Linked DNA regions of Gossypium hirsutum: regions 1 and 2 are each linked to region 3. The links are chromatin contacts, called in public Hi-C maps. All regions are on one chromosome and are shown on one strand. The core of a region is the stretch at or near the end of the contact, and the rest is flanking DNA. Distances in the headings are between cores, read along the strand shown. Region 1 holds the start of LOC107916712. Region 2 holds the start of LOC107942923. Region 3 holds the start of LOC107945836 (cytokinin hydroxylase).

Region 1 (4,957 bases), core at 2,173-4,672, 200 kb before region 3:
AAAGGAGTCACCACCGATCTTTTTTCTAGGTGTGATCGGACACCTACAAAATTCTCTTTTTAGAAGAAAAATTTATTTTTAAAGTTTTCTAAAAAAGAGGTAATTTTAGGTCCACGTAAAAATCAAGAGAAAATTCGAGTTCGGGAGTCGGTTACGCGCGAGGAAGGTATTAGCACCCTCGCGACGTCCAAAATTGGTATCTTGTTAAGCGCGCGTTGTCTTAATTTTAAAAAATACAAATCCAATTTAATAGTTAATCGTGATCCGATTAAAACACGAGAATTTTTTTTAAAACACGAGAATTTTGGAAACACAATTTTGTCTAAAAAACGAAAATTTATGAAACACGAGATTTTTTTTGAAAACACGAAAATTTTCAAAACATCGAAATTTTTGAAAACACGAGAATTTTTGAAACACGGGAATTTTCTGAAAACATGAAAAATTTTGAAAATTGGAATTTTTTGAAAACACGAAAAATTTTCTAATTTTTTTATTAAGCACGTATCGTATTTAACACTAATCGGTGATATTCACTCAACATAGCAATGAAATCAACGAATTAGTGTCAAATCGATTTGTTACTTTATTTTTGAAAACACGAGAAATTTTTTTGAAGACACGAAAATTTCGAAACCCGAGGATTTTTTTTTGAAAATACGAATTTTTTGAATATTTTTATTTTTAAAAGGGCGTATCGAGTTTAACACAAACTGGTGATATTCACCCAACATAGCGATGAAATCAACGATTTTATGATAAATCGATCCGTTGCCTTATTTTTTAAAATTATTTAAAATAAAATAAAATTAAAATTGAATTAAATTGAAAATATAAATACAAAATATAAAAATATAAAAATGCATAAAATGCTAATAATATTAAAATGAAATAACATAAAAATACGAGCATTAAATTAAAAGTGAAATAAACGAAATTACCGAAAAATCTAAAATGCGAGCTTCACCGAACGGGTTACACAAATTGAATTTTTCTTTTCTTTTTCTCTTCTTTTTTCTTTTTTTTTCTTTTTTTCTTTTTTTCTTTTTTCTTTTCATTTTCTGCTGGGCTGCTTGCTGTGGGCTGCTGTTGGGCTGCGCTGGTTTGGGCCGCTGCACTGCTAGGCTGCTGCTGGACAGGCTGGCTGTTGGGCTAGGGCCTGCTGTTGGGCTGCTGGAATTGGGCCTGCTGTTGGCCTGCCCCCTTTTTTTTTTGCTGCTTATTTTTTTTTTGCTTTGTTTTTTCTTTATTTTTTTGGGCTGCTTTGGGCTTCTGCTGGGTCGGGTCTTCTGCTCGGGTTGGGTTTTGAGCCGGACGGGTCGGGTCGGTTCGACCCGACTGCTTTATTATTATTTTTTCTTTTTCTTTTCTCTTTTTCTTTTTTCTTCCTTCTTCTTTTTTCTTCCTTCTTCTTCTTCTTCTTCTTTACGCCTTGGTTGCACCACCGTCGCTCCTCCCCTCTCTTCCTTTCTTTCCTCTTTCTCTTTCTCCTCTTTCTTTTTGCTGCTGAAATTTTTTTTGAAACTTTCTTTTTCTTTTTCTTTTTTGATTCGCCGGGGGGGGCCTTCGATTTTTGGAGTTTAAACTCCTTTTTATAGTTGGTTTTGCTTCTTTTTTGCAGGTAGCAAGTGGGGAAGGCCATGCCCTAGGCCGGCGGGAAATCGTGGGGCAGGTGCACGAAATCCACCTGATTATTGGGGATTTTCTGACAGAAGGACCAATTTGTAAATGAAGCAAAATTTTTGGGGCTGAAACAAAATTTTGAGAAAGTTTAGGGGTCAAAACGTAATTTTAAAAAGTTCATGGGTCAAAATGTAATTTTATGAAATTTAGGGGTTAAAATGCAATTTCAAAAAGTTTAGGGGTTAAAATATAATTTTTTATTTTTTGTATTTTTTTTGAAATTTAAAAAAAAACGAGCCGGACAAAATTCAGTGATTACAGTAAGTTTGCAGCTTGATCAATTATCTTTGAAAAGTTATAAAATAGTCATTGAATTATTTAAAATTTTTTATTTAAGTCACTAAATTATTAAATCATAATCTATTTTCTCTAAAAATACTAAAATCATTAAGGACGTTCTTAAAAAAAACCTAAAACAAAGTAATTTAGATTAGGTTAATTCATTAAAGGATAAAAAAGCACCCGAACTATTTTTTTTAAGCCAGGTGAAAATTATATAAATAATATTATTAATATATTATATTATATAAACATTAATTTAATAGTCACATTAGTCATCCATTAAAGATTTAACAAGTCAATACTTAAATAAAATTTTCAAATAATGTACTGATCAGTTTGTAATTTTAAAAAATTGAACGATCAAAATATAACCTATCAAATAATTTAATAAATATTTTTAATTTTTTAAATTTAAAAATTTACTAGTGACATATTTTTTTTAATTGGATTTAGAATGTGAGTGACATGTTTTTGGTTTTGGGAATGTTATTATTGGTACCAGCTCAAAATGAAGCCGGTGGCAGAGGACCAAACGACGGCAGCGTTTTTGGTAGCAGTGTTTAAATAGCATGTTTTCTAGAAAGTACCTGAATTCTGAGTTAGAACAGTCCAACGTATATAAAGGTGGCAATGTAAGAGTAGTTGGACGAGAATAATATATTATGTTTTCTAGTTTGAAGATGTATATAAAATCAAAAGGCGAAGGCATACGCAATGACGATTGCGGAAGCTTCTTAAACAGAACTTTCCATACATCCTGCGTAACCGTGTAACGTAAGAGATCACGGTCAAATTAATCCACCCTATTTTTTTTTTTGGATAATTCCAGAACCCCAATATAACTACGCGCTTCTTCTTTTTTATTAATTTATTGAAGTTTATGCGTTTGACTACACTACCCTTCCTGCTTTTTCTTTTTTAAATATCCTTTATCCTCTTTACTATCAATGATAATAAAAATTTAAGGTAAAAGGCAACAAAAAGGTTAGATAATAACTTTTATAAAAAACAATTTTTATAAGTGGAGTTAGAATTTTTGTCATGTATTCTTAAATTGTATTTTAAAAAAAATTAAATATTTTGTATATAAGCTATGAAAATATTTATCTTCAAAAATGGAATTAAGATTTTATCACATATGTATATTTTTAATTTTTGTCGCATGACAAAATCTCAATCACTTGTGAAGTTAAAATTTTACACAATTAATGTATTAAATAATTATCTTTTAAAAAATAAAAATAAATAAAACATTTGCTTATAAAAATTTTAAAAAATGGCCTTATTTTAATTTACAAAACCTAGTATACTAAGAAAGCATTAGATAAAAAGGAGGTTATTTTTGGCATTTCGGTTATAGGTAATATAATAATACAAATTGATTAATTGCAGCTGGGTCCCATTCCTGGATACAGCCCAGTTTTCTTTGTTGGATTAACGCCTATAAAATAGGGACTTGAGTTCCCATCAAATTCAAAGCACGCCTTCCTCCCTAACAAAATACTTCCCAATCCTTGCCTAAATTCAATCTATATTATTATTCTTAGAATTCTCAGCTGAAAACCGAACCCCGCCCCCCTTCAATCTATCAATACAGAAAGAAAAGAAAAGAAAAGAAAAGAAAAAAAAAGAGCAAATGGAAGGAAACAACTCGTACGGCAATGGATCATCCTGGGCAGACCAATGGGACTACAGCGATCCAGCGGCTTCCAACGGTGCTGCAAACAAGAAGAAAAGCAGCAGCGGTGGGGCAACCGCCAAGTACAAGCAGAAGGTCGGGGATGGGCTTGAGAAGACCAAAGCTGTGGCTTCAACTGGGATGAAGAAGGTCAAACAAGGAACCTCTTCGGGGCTTCAATGGATCAAAGACAAGTATCATAAAACTACCCAAAAGCACTAGGATTATTAGACTTTGTTTATGTTGCTTTTGGCTTTTCCTTAACTGCTTCTTATTTTATTCATTCATATATCCATAATGATTTATTCCTTTGTTTTGATGTAAAATTGCAAATCAAATCATAATCATTGATCTGTACTGCCTTGATGTAAAACTACGGTGTAATAAATGGATGTGAAGGGCAGAGGCAGTGGTCTTTGAATGTGAGATGTGTATGTATATGAAATCATAAAAAGCTGCATGCTAGGCAGCCAGAGAGTTCAGAGTACGCGTATGGTATGGCTGATGACGGTTAAGGACAACCCAAGTCTCTCTTATTATTTACATGTTTAATTCACTACTTCAATTATACGACTTTTTTACATTTTGGTGCTTAATATCTTTTTTAACAACTAGAACCTAAACTATTAATTTTTTTTCCATATTAGGTTAACTGTTCGTCAAACTAAGTTAATTTTAAAACATTTTTACCTCAACTATGTTTTTGGTACACATTTTAGATCTAAATGTTATATAGTTAAAAATTATTTTGAATTTTTTTTCTTTTACATTATTTTTCTCTCTTTATTTTTTTATTCTTTTTCTTTTATAATATCTAATAATATTAAAAATACTCAAAATTCACCTTTTTGAGATTGAGATGCTAGCGATTAATTTTGTTTTAAAATTTCACCGTCTCTTTGCTTGACCTGGCAAGATTGAAAAAGTTCCTTTATGAATCAAAACCAATGTTTTCAGAACTAGATTGGTCGGTTGAATAGGTTGGACTGGGAACCCGGTTGAGATACCGGTTGAACTAATTGACCCAATATAGCCTGGTTGAACCGAGCTAAAAACTTGGTTTAATCGGTTTTCTCTATTTTTAAAATATTTTTACTTGTATGAATTTTCAATAATTTATTTGATCAAATTGGACAAACTGGTCAAAACGGGAATTGAAGACTTGATAGATTCAACTATGTCACACCCTAAAATATAGGGGGTTAATCGTAATACATTAATAAGAAAATGTATACGGTTGAATGGTTGAGTGTTTAGTAACCTCCCTAGAGATCCAAGTTCAAGCTATTTTTTGACCATTTCTTTCCTTTATTA
Region 2 (4,862 bases), core at 1,081-3,580, 220 kb after region 3:
ATTTGATATATTATATTTTTTAAACTTATTTTTTATAATAAATAATAAAAATGATTTTAATACGAGCAAGTCGGGTTAAACTTGGGTTTTTAGCATTTTTATTTAGGTCAGGCTAAGACAAAATTTTAAACTCATTTTTTGGGCTAGACCTGAGCCTAAAAAACAGGCCTAAACTTTTCACTTGAACTAGCCCAATCAATGGACAACTCTAGGATAACCATTTATAAATATAGACAAATTTAGATAATTTTAAGCCCATATTTCAGACATGATATTAATTCCCAAAGAACCTCTCGTATCAAGTTTTATTGATTTTATATAAAAACATAAAAAAAGAAAAAATTCTTTGAAAAAGTTGATTTAGCTATTTTTAAATAAATTAAAACTCAATTTAAAATCAACCATTCCAAGAATAATATAGATATTAAAATATATTCTGTACCATCATCAAGGATTGTAAAACGAATCCGCGCAACAGATTTGGATTACAAAATCTGTAATCCATGAAATTAATTCATCTTTGAATAATAAATATCCGAATCCATACCTCACTTAAAAATCAATGATAATCAAGAAATATATCATTAAACCATAGGTAATTTACAGAGCAATTTAAACTATGCAAAAAAAAAAATCAAATCACCAGCCGCAGGATCTATACAGATTTCTCCCATGGTGATCTCCCCAAAACAAATATATCAATCCATATTGACCCAAATCTTACATATATTTATATTACTAAACAAGCATTGCTGGATCCCTGCATGATCCCATGCTGTTAGACCCCAAACATATCCATATATACATTACTAAACAGAAATTCTCTCTTTCTTCCCCCCAAAATATATCCAAAACTTCCTTCTTAATCCTGGCTCTCTTTTTCCTTTTTCTGAAATGGTGCTGGCACTTAACTTCCTTCTATGTACACTTGGATTCTTAATTTAAGTTCTAAGGCGTAGCAGGGATGGAATTTTGGCGATCCCTGTTAAGACAATCAAATCCTTCCACTCTAACTGCGGCCGGTTTAAGGCCAAATTTCATCCTAACACACCCTCCTTTACGTGCCAATGACGACGGCGAAGATGGAGATGGAATCTCCAAAGTCGAAAGGGCTTGTGCAAGCCTTTCATCTCCGAACCGAGCATCTTGCACAAGTGGATTCGCAGCCCTACTTGGAGGCGACCCACAAAAAAACGGAGGTGATGATGCTATAGATTGTTCTTCTTCTGTCCCTAAATCCTCCTATAAAAACGACCAAAACATATATTAACAACCAACAGAGTAAAAACAATTCCATCTTTGAAAATAAACCATTAATATATGTGTTTGATACGAGTATGTAAAGAAAAATTAATTTAATCAGCAAGCAAGAAGAATCTTAAGATTGAATGATATTGATACCTTATTGAGGATGATATCAAGAAGGTCTGCACCAGCTTTCGAATCGCTTACCTCGGCTTGATGACTGCAATTGAAAGGACAAATCAATTAAACGAGAGTCCCTAAAAGCAGGTCAAATCAACCAGAGAACAAAATTAGACCTCATATGCAATCTCAATGGCTTGGTAGGGTTATTGGCGAGGACCTGAATTCGCCGAGGCTTGGTGCAAACAACGGCACCGCCCTTTTGATGATCAGTGATTGAGATAAACCCTCTCAACTCTTCGTAAGCCGAAACGGTGGCGTTCTGCTGAAGATTGCAATGATTCATCTTGAAAACCCAAAGCTTAAGAAAGAAGGCCTATTCAAACACACCCCCCACAGCAAATCAACACCAAGATTTCAGTTAAATCTTTAAAAAGAAAAGGAAACCCAAACTCAATAAGATTACAAATAAAGATCTTCAAAACTTGGGGTTAATTGCATTTTCAAAATAAATAAAAGAATGCCGGATTAATAAGAAATTGAAGGGATTAAATAAGAGATAAAAACTAAGAATGAGAAACCGATACTGGAAATCCAAACTGTTAGGGATTAAAACTTTTCAGATCTGTTATAGAAACGCTTTGAACTTTGACTAAGAAACAGAATAGTTTTTAACAGAATAAAACTAGGAAAGAAAAACAGAAACCCAGATCTGCACACCAAAAAATTGTGAACATATAAAAAATTAAGGATGGATATTTGAATTTTTTCACGTTACCTGATGGAACCCTTGGAAGAATAAAAGCACAGAAAGGGGGGGTGCCACGAGGAAGAAGAGAGCATGCTAAGGCGAGGATGAATTATATATTATTAAAGGTGGGAAGGGTACAAAAATTGTGATTTCATATTCGTTCTTTGAATTAGTAATTTCATTATTTGACTGCTTCAAACTTTTAAAAGCACAACTATGTGGCGAAAAGAAATAAAAACTAATATAAAAATATTTAAGCAATTTTTTTAAAAAATTTCTTATTGGGCTATGAATAATTTTATTAATTGGATTAACATCTTACACCCAAGTTTAAATCTCTAGGAGAGTATGCTTTAAAAATAAATTAAATTACATATATGATCCTTCTCATATTCCAATTCAATTCAAAATTTAAATAATAGTATTGTTGCATTTAGATATTTGTGTAGTGCTCATTTATGAATGAAGTTTGGATATTCCTCGAGCCAAATCGCTATTTTATATATTAAATAGTTTATGCAATTCAATTCTAGAAAAAAAATATGTTTTTTATACCATCTATTTAAGCTTATGTAAAAATTTTGACTAAGTTTAAAAAACCATAAAAACCATTTTTTTAAAAATAACAAATATTATTCTAAGAATATTTTTATATTAGGTAAACTATAAACTTAGCCACTTATGTATGGTTCAAATTATGTTTTGGTCACCAAATACTAAAAAAGTTACAATATGATCACTAATGTTATCGAAAGTTGTGATATGATCACTAACGTTATCAATTTGTTACATTTTGGTCATTAGCAGTCTAATAGTAAACTAATGTGGCACATTATATCAACATTTTCGATGAAAATTTTAGGTCAAATTGCACAAGTAGTTCTTTTTCTTTTTCTTTTTCAGCAATTTAATTTTTTTGTTTATTTTTTTAACTTTTCTTTTTCTTTTCCTTTTCCTTTTTTGTCCTTTTCGATCATTGTCCTACACCACCATTTTTTTTATTCCAATTGTCAAATGAAAGCTTCTATTACTTTTTTATTTTAGCCACACTAGACCGGTATATCCTTTTCCCGTTATCAACTATTGGAAATTGTAGATTGCAAATTTACTTATTGATGAGCACTTATTCAAATTTAGAAAGTGATGATTTATCATTCAATGGATACATTTCCATGGGACATATTTCTTCTAAGAATTATGTCCAACATGAAAGGCTATGACTCTTCAAAATAGGATCCATTGAGTGCGTATGAATAGAGGGTCTATAGTGCCCACAAAAATTATTACAATCAATCCTATTTTCAGAAATTAGAGTAAGAGTTAGGGAATTCCTCGATTTCGCTAATAAAAGGAAATTCAAAAGCTTCGTTGTATCCCGTGAGGACTTTTGTCTTAACTATCTAGCAACTTTGTGTGGGGGTAAATAGTTCTCTCTGGAAAGCGTCACCTGCGCCTCGAAGTCTATTGTTTAGTTCAATATCGCCTCTGGATCTATCTTCTCCGCTCAATATATTCAACATTCAAAGAGAACTAATTTGGAGATGGCGACGGAGACTACCACCGCATTCAAAGTGATGAACCAAGAGTTTGTGAAACTTGATCGATTTGATGGTTTAAACTTCAATCGCTGGAAGGACAAGATGTTGTTCCTTGTTACTGTCTTAAATGTGGCGTACATTCTGGATCCAAACCTACAACCCTTGGAGGATCCCACCCCTAATGCAAACCCCAAGAAAATTGTGAAAGTGGCCAAACTCAAAAAGAAACATGAAGAAGACAATTTCACATGTTGAGGACACATCCTCAACACCTTGTCTGATCGATTGTATGATCTCTACATGTCGATGCAATCCTCAGTGGAAATATGTAAAGCTCTTGAAGAGAAATAAAACATCAAGTGACAAGGTACTGATAAATTTTTAATGATGAAGTATTTTGAATTCAAAATGCTTGATAGTATCCCGATCATGGATCAAGTCCATGAATTACCAGTCCTTATAAGTAGGCTCCGTGACTTGAGAGTTGTTATTCCGAAATTGTTACAAGTCGGGGCTATCATCTCAAAGTTACTCTCGTCTTGGAACAATTATCGGAAGAAACTTCTACATACGGCATAGGACTTCACTATGGAGAAAATACTTAGTCATTTGCGTATTTAAGAGGAAACTCGAAAGCGTGATGCAGTGTATCTTCCTCAAAGTTCTAAAGTGAACCATGTGAACGAGTCTAAGAACTCTCGAAATGGTAAACGAAAGGCTATATCCAAGACCAAGGACGTGCAAGACAAGAAGAAAAAATCTCACAATTGTTATAATTGCAATAAGAAAAGACACTATATTAAAAATTGCAAACTTCTAAAAAAAAAGCAAGATGCCAAAACTTCTAAAGCCAATATGGTGGAGGACATGGACTTAGTGACCATGGTTACTGAAGGGATCGAGAGTTTGGAAATTGGTATGATTACTGAACTCAACATAGCCAGGACCGATAAGTCTTGTAACTGGTGGCTCGACTCTAGAGCTACTGTCCATGTGTGTAAAGACCAACAATAATTCAAGAGTTATGATCTAGTGGCAAACCGTAAAGTGCTTATGGGTAACTATCAATCGGTTAAGGCACTCGATTAAGGGACGGTGGAACTCAACTTCACATTTGGAAAGATATTAACTTTGACTAATGTGTTGCATGTTCCTGATGTGAGAAAGAATTTAGTTTCCGCGAGTATTCTGTGTAACAAAGGGTTCAA
Region 3 (4,573 bases), core at 1,934-4,433:
GGCCTTGGTAGCACAGTTGAATTTAGAGCTAGCTCAACTTGATGTTAAGACGGCTTTCTTGCATGGTGAGTTAGAAGAGGAGATCTATATGACTCAGCCCGAAGGATACACAGATGCTGGTGGTAGAAATTGGGTTTGTAAGCTGAACAAATCGCTATATGGATTGAAGCAATCCCCGAGGCAGTGGTACAAGCGATTTGATAGCTTTATGAGAAGGCAGAAGTACACAAGAAGCAAATATGACAATTGTGTATATTTGCAGAAGCTGCATGACGGATCTTTCATTTATCTACTCTTGTATGTTGATGATATGTTAATCGCTTCGAAGAGCCAAAATGAGATAGATAAGCTGAAAGCTCAGTTGAATCAAGAGTTCGAGATGAAAGATCTAGGTGAGGCCAAGAAGATTCTCGGCATGGAGATAAGTAGAGATAGACCGAGAGGCAAGCTCTGTTTAAATCAGAAGCAATATCTGAAAAAGGTATTACAATGTTTTGGTGTAAATGAAAACATAAAACATGTAAGTACCCCACTTGCTTCTCATTTGAAACTTAGAGCTCAATTATCTCCGAAGACTGAAGATGAAAGAGAATATATGGCAAAAGTCCCATATGCTAATGCAGTTGGGAGTTTGATGTATGCGATGGTGTGTACGAGGCCTGACATTTCACAAGCTGTTGGAGTTGTGAGCAGGTATATGCATGATCCTGGAAAAGGACATTGGCAAGCTGTGAAATGGATTCTACGGTATCTTCGAAAAACCGTAGATGTTGGTTTAATTTTTGAACAGGATGAAGCACTTGGTCAGTTTGTAGTTGGATATGTTGATTCCGACTTTGCTGGTGATTTAGATAAACGTCGTTCAACTACGGGGTATCTGTTTACTCTTGCGAAAGCCCCAGTGAGTTGGAAGTCTACCTTACAGTCTACAGTAGCTGTGTCTACTACAGAGGCAGAATATATGGCAGTTACAGAAGCTGTTAAGGAGGCTATTTGGCTTAATGGATTATTGAAAGACTTGGGAGTTGTTCAAAGTCACATTAGTCTATATTGTGACAGTCAGAGTGCTATTCATTTAGCGAAAAATCAAGTCTATCATTCAAGAACCAAGTATATCGACGTAAGATATCACTTTGTGCGGGAAGTCTTTGAAAAAGGAAAAATTCTACTTCAGAAGATTCCGACAGCAGATAATCCCGCAGATATGATGACCAAGGTGGTAACAACAATCAAGTTTAATCATTGTTTGAACTTGATTAACATCCTGAGAATTTGAGCACCTTTAGGTGTATGGCGCTCGAGAGCGCATTTGGAGGCACTACAAAAGATAGCTTTATCGAATTTGGGGAGTTGAAGGAAGTATGTGAAGATGTGATTATCCTAATCAAATCTTCAAGGTGGAGATTGTTGAAAAGTCAACAAAGGTAGGAAGCAACTTGTTAAAAAGGTTGAGCAAGTTGCACCGAATGTTGAAAAGTTGAATGGGATAATTGCAATTTTGGTCCCTAATTTTTTAGGCCATTTGCAAGTTAGTCCCTGAACCTCAACTATAAATAGGCCTTTTCATTTTTTATTTCAACCATCCCAACCAATCTTTCTCTCTTAGTTTTCTCTCTTCTCCCATTTGAGAATTCTTAAGAAATTCTATTTTTTTTGTAATATTTTGGAGATAGTAAAGTTATCATCTGGTGTTAGTGCTCGAGGACGTAGGTATAATTTACCGAACATCGTTAAAACTCTTGTGTTCTTTTTTGTCCTATTTTTCTTTCAATATTTGAGGGTATAATAGTAGTATTTAATTGTGCTATTAAATTACTATAGAAGGATATTCTGACTAAGGAAAGACTTGGTATTTAAGAGATCATTGTGATCCACCTCTCTTCCCTGGGAATTGAACTTTGTGTGATTTTTTAGTACAATAATTTACACGCTTCCGACCCTATTGGAACAACAATAGTAACCATATATTTTAATAGTGTCCTAAAATGGTGGAGGTATGGATGTACTTAAACCTTTCCTGGGTACTTAATAATGTCATTCAATGTCATTCAAAGCGTATGGGAGTGGCTTACCTGGGTTTTTAGTCGGGGGACTAGCAAACAGTATCGCCTTTTTTGTTGCGGACTTTGGTTAATCTGGACATATAGAAATCAGTTAATCTATGAAAGGAAAAGTATGACGAGTAGGGACATCTCGAAACAAATTTACAGTTATATTTCTGAGTTGGACGACATAGAAGAGAAGAAACTCACCTTAAAAGTAGATAGAGGCCATAAATATGTCGATAGGAGAACGAGTGTGGCAATTTACTTTGACGTAGCCTTCGACCAACAATCTTTCAGATTTGCTTTGGGACTGGTAGTACGAGATGTGGGGGGCGAGATCTTGGTATCAACGACGGTTCTTCATTCCGATGTAGCATCTCCGTTTACGACGGAGGCATATGCAGGATTACAACCCATGCGATTAGGAATTTCTATGGGTTTTAGTATTCTGGAAATAGTGGGAGATTCAAGAACTGTAATAAAGAAATGTCAAACTACATATTTCGATAGATCGGTTATTGGAGCACTCATCAGAGATATTCACAGCAAAAAGGTCCATTTTCAAGAGATTGGGTTTCATTTTATCCCTAAAACAGAGAATACATACACCTATATTCTTGCGAAAGAGGCACTAAAAATGGGAGAAGGCCATTATCTATTGGGTGGTGTTCCAGGTTATGTTCGCCGCGCACTGGAGAAAAGTTGGCCAAGGCTACCAGACTGAAAAAAGGAAAGTAGGCCTTTGTTGGAAATGGGTAACAGAAGACTAAAAGATTTTTTTGAAACCTACTATCATCAAAAGCTGGGACGGTCATGTGAAAAGACACTGACTTATGGTGTCCAGCTGTTGATTTCGACTGGTATATGATAGGATCAGGTTTCCTTTTTTTTTTTGTTTCATTCATTTTAAATTTCATGGGCCAATTTTGTGCGGATTTAGATCCTGTTGCTTTGTTCTTGTTTTAATTAGCTTTCTTTATTGGACTCAAGTCCAATGCTGTTGAAACTATTTGTTTTATTAAGGTTTAAGATTTTATAAAAGTCCACTCGAATTTTCAAAATTATATTTATATTTTTATTAAAATTGATATCACATTAACGTGTGACTTATAGATACGAGGCAAATATTAATAGATTTTTTAAACTATGTATACCATGGCCTTTTGGTTACTATAAATTTACTTCATTCCTAGAAATCATTAGTAAAACAACGAGGAAAGTTTTCATTCCCTTCAAAACTGTCCTCTCTTTTGACACCGATTTGATAAAAGAAGGCTATATATATATTTTTTATTTTCGTGTAATTGAGATCGCCGCCATGGCTGCTATGGTGGTGTTTCTGATTACCCTTTCGGTTCTTTTCATGATATTCTTGTTGTTTAAACTTGTGTTTGACACCATCTCATGTTACCTGCTGAATCCCAGACGCATAAGGAAAACCATGGAGAAACAAGGAGTGCGTGGCCCGAAACCCCGCGGAGTAACCGGCAACATGCTCGAGATGTTCAAGCTAACTTCACAATCGACCTCGAAAGAAATGGGAACCATCCACCACGACCTAGTTGGCCGGCTTTTGCCGCATTATGTCAAATGGTCTAAATCATATGGTATGTATATTTACGTATATTTTTAATTAATCTTCCCATACATGGCGACACTTAAAACAGGGGTTTTCGGTGTTAGTCTTACGGTTTTCCTCTGGGTATTTTTCAACAGGGAAAAGGTTTATATACTGGCATGGGGTGGAGCCAAGGATGTGTCTGACAGATACTGAGCTGATAAAAGAATTGATGACCAAACACCACCTTGTAACAGGCAAATCATGGCTGCAACAGCAAGGCTCAAAACATTTTACTGGGAGAGGTTTGTTAATGGCGAACGACCGGGACTGGTACCATCAGCGCCATATTGCTTCTCCAGCATTCATGGGAGATAAGCTTAAGGTAATCTAATTTAATCGAATCCAATCATGTATGTTTTGGGTTGTGATGGTTTGAAATTGAATTAATTCTTTTTTTGTTTCAACAGAGTTATTGCGGCCACATGGTGGAGAGCACTAAGCAGATGCTCCAATCACTGCAAAATGCAGTAAATTCAGGTCAAACCGAGTTCGAAATCGGAGCATACATGTCTCGGCTTACTGCTGATATAATCGCAAGAACCGAATTCGATAGCAGTTATGAGAAAGGGAAACAAATATTCTATCTTCTGACATCTCTGCAACACCTTTGCGCTCAAGCAAGCAGGCACTTGTGCTTTCCAGGAAGCCGGTGAGTATTTTCCCTTTTCCGATTCGGTCTAGGTAGTATGAAATGAAAGAGAGAATGTACTCATTAATTTCATTTTCAGGTTTTTCCCAACAAAATATAACAGAGAAATGAAGTCCCTGAAGATGGAGGTGGATAGATTACTGATGGAGATTATACAAAGCCGAAAAGATTGTGTAGAAATTGGTCGGAGCAGTTCATATGGGAATGATTTGTTAGGTATTTTGCTTAATGAGATGGAAAAGAAGAGAGGAGACCAAT

The links. Hi-C and Micro-C count contacts between places; a contact is called where the count stands out from the background.
Region 1: a Hi-C map of leaf shows a contact between it and region 3, with 1.6 times the contacts expected there. The contact joins the promoter of LOC107916712 here to the promoter of LOC107945836 in region 3. A contact is called at or near these places in 2 of 34 Hi-C or Micro-C datasets (fibers and leaf).
Region 2: a Hi-C map of leaf shows a contact between it and region 3, with 1.9 times the contacts expected there. The contact joins the promoter of LOC107942923 here to the promoter of LOC107945836 in region 3. A contact is called at or near these places in 2 of 34 Hi-C or Micro-C datasets (hypocotyl and leaf).

What each region holds. Positions count from the first base shown.
Region 1 is chrD12:9,301,988-9,306,944 of Gossypium_hirsutum_v2.1, reverse strand. LOC107916712 reads left to right here and starts at 3,422. Exons shown (of 1, transcript XM_016846062.2): 1 at 3,422-4,226. The coding sequence starts at 3,602. The coding sequence ends at 3,865.
Region 2 is chrD12:8,882,237-8,887,098 of Gossypium_hirsutum_v2.1, reverse strand. It overlaps LOC107942923, which reads right to left and starts at 2,330. Exons shown (of 4, transcript XM_016876651.2): 1 at 2,144-2,330; 2 at 1,542-1,741; 3 at 1,402-1,465; 4 at 567-1,242. The coding sequence starts at 1,711. The coding sequence ends at 949.
Region 3 is chrD12:9,099,564-9,104,136 of Gossypium_hirsutum_v2.1, reverse strand. LOC107945836 (cytokinin hydroxylase) reads left to right here and starts at 3,183. Exons shown (of 5, transcript XM_016879980.2): 1 at 3,183-3,652; 2 at 3,762-3,988; 3 at 4,074-4,315; 4 at 4,395-4,573. The coding sequence starts at 3,364. It overlaps LOC107945837 (a long non-coding RNA gene), which reads right to left and starts at 2,879. Exons shown (of 4, transcript XR_001696748.2): 1 at 2,253-2,879; 2 at 2,073-2,135.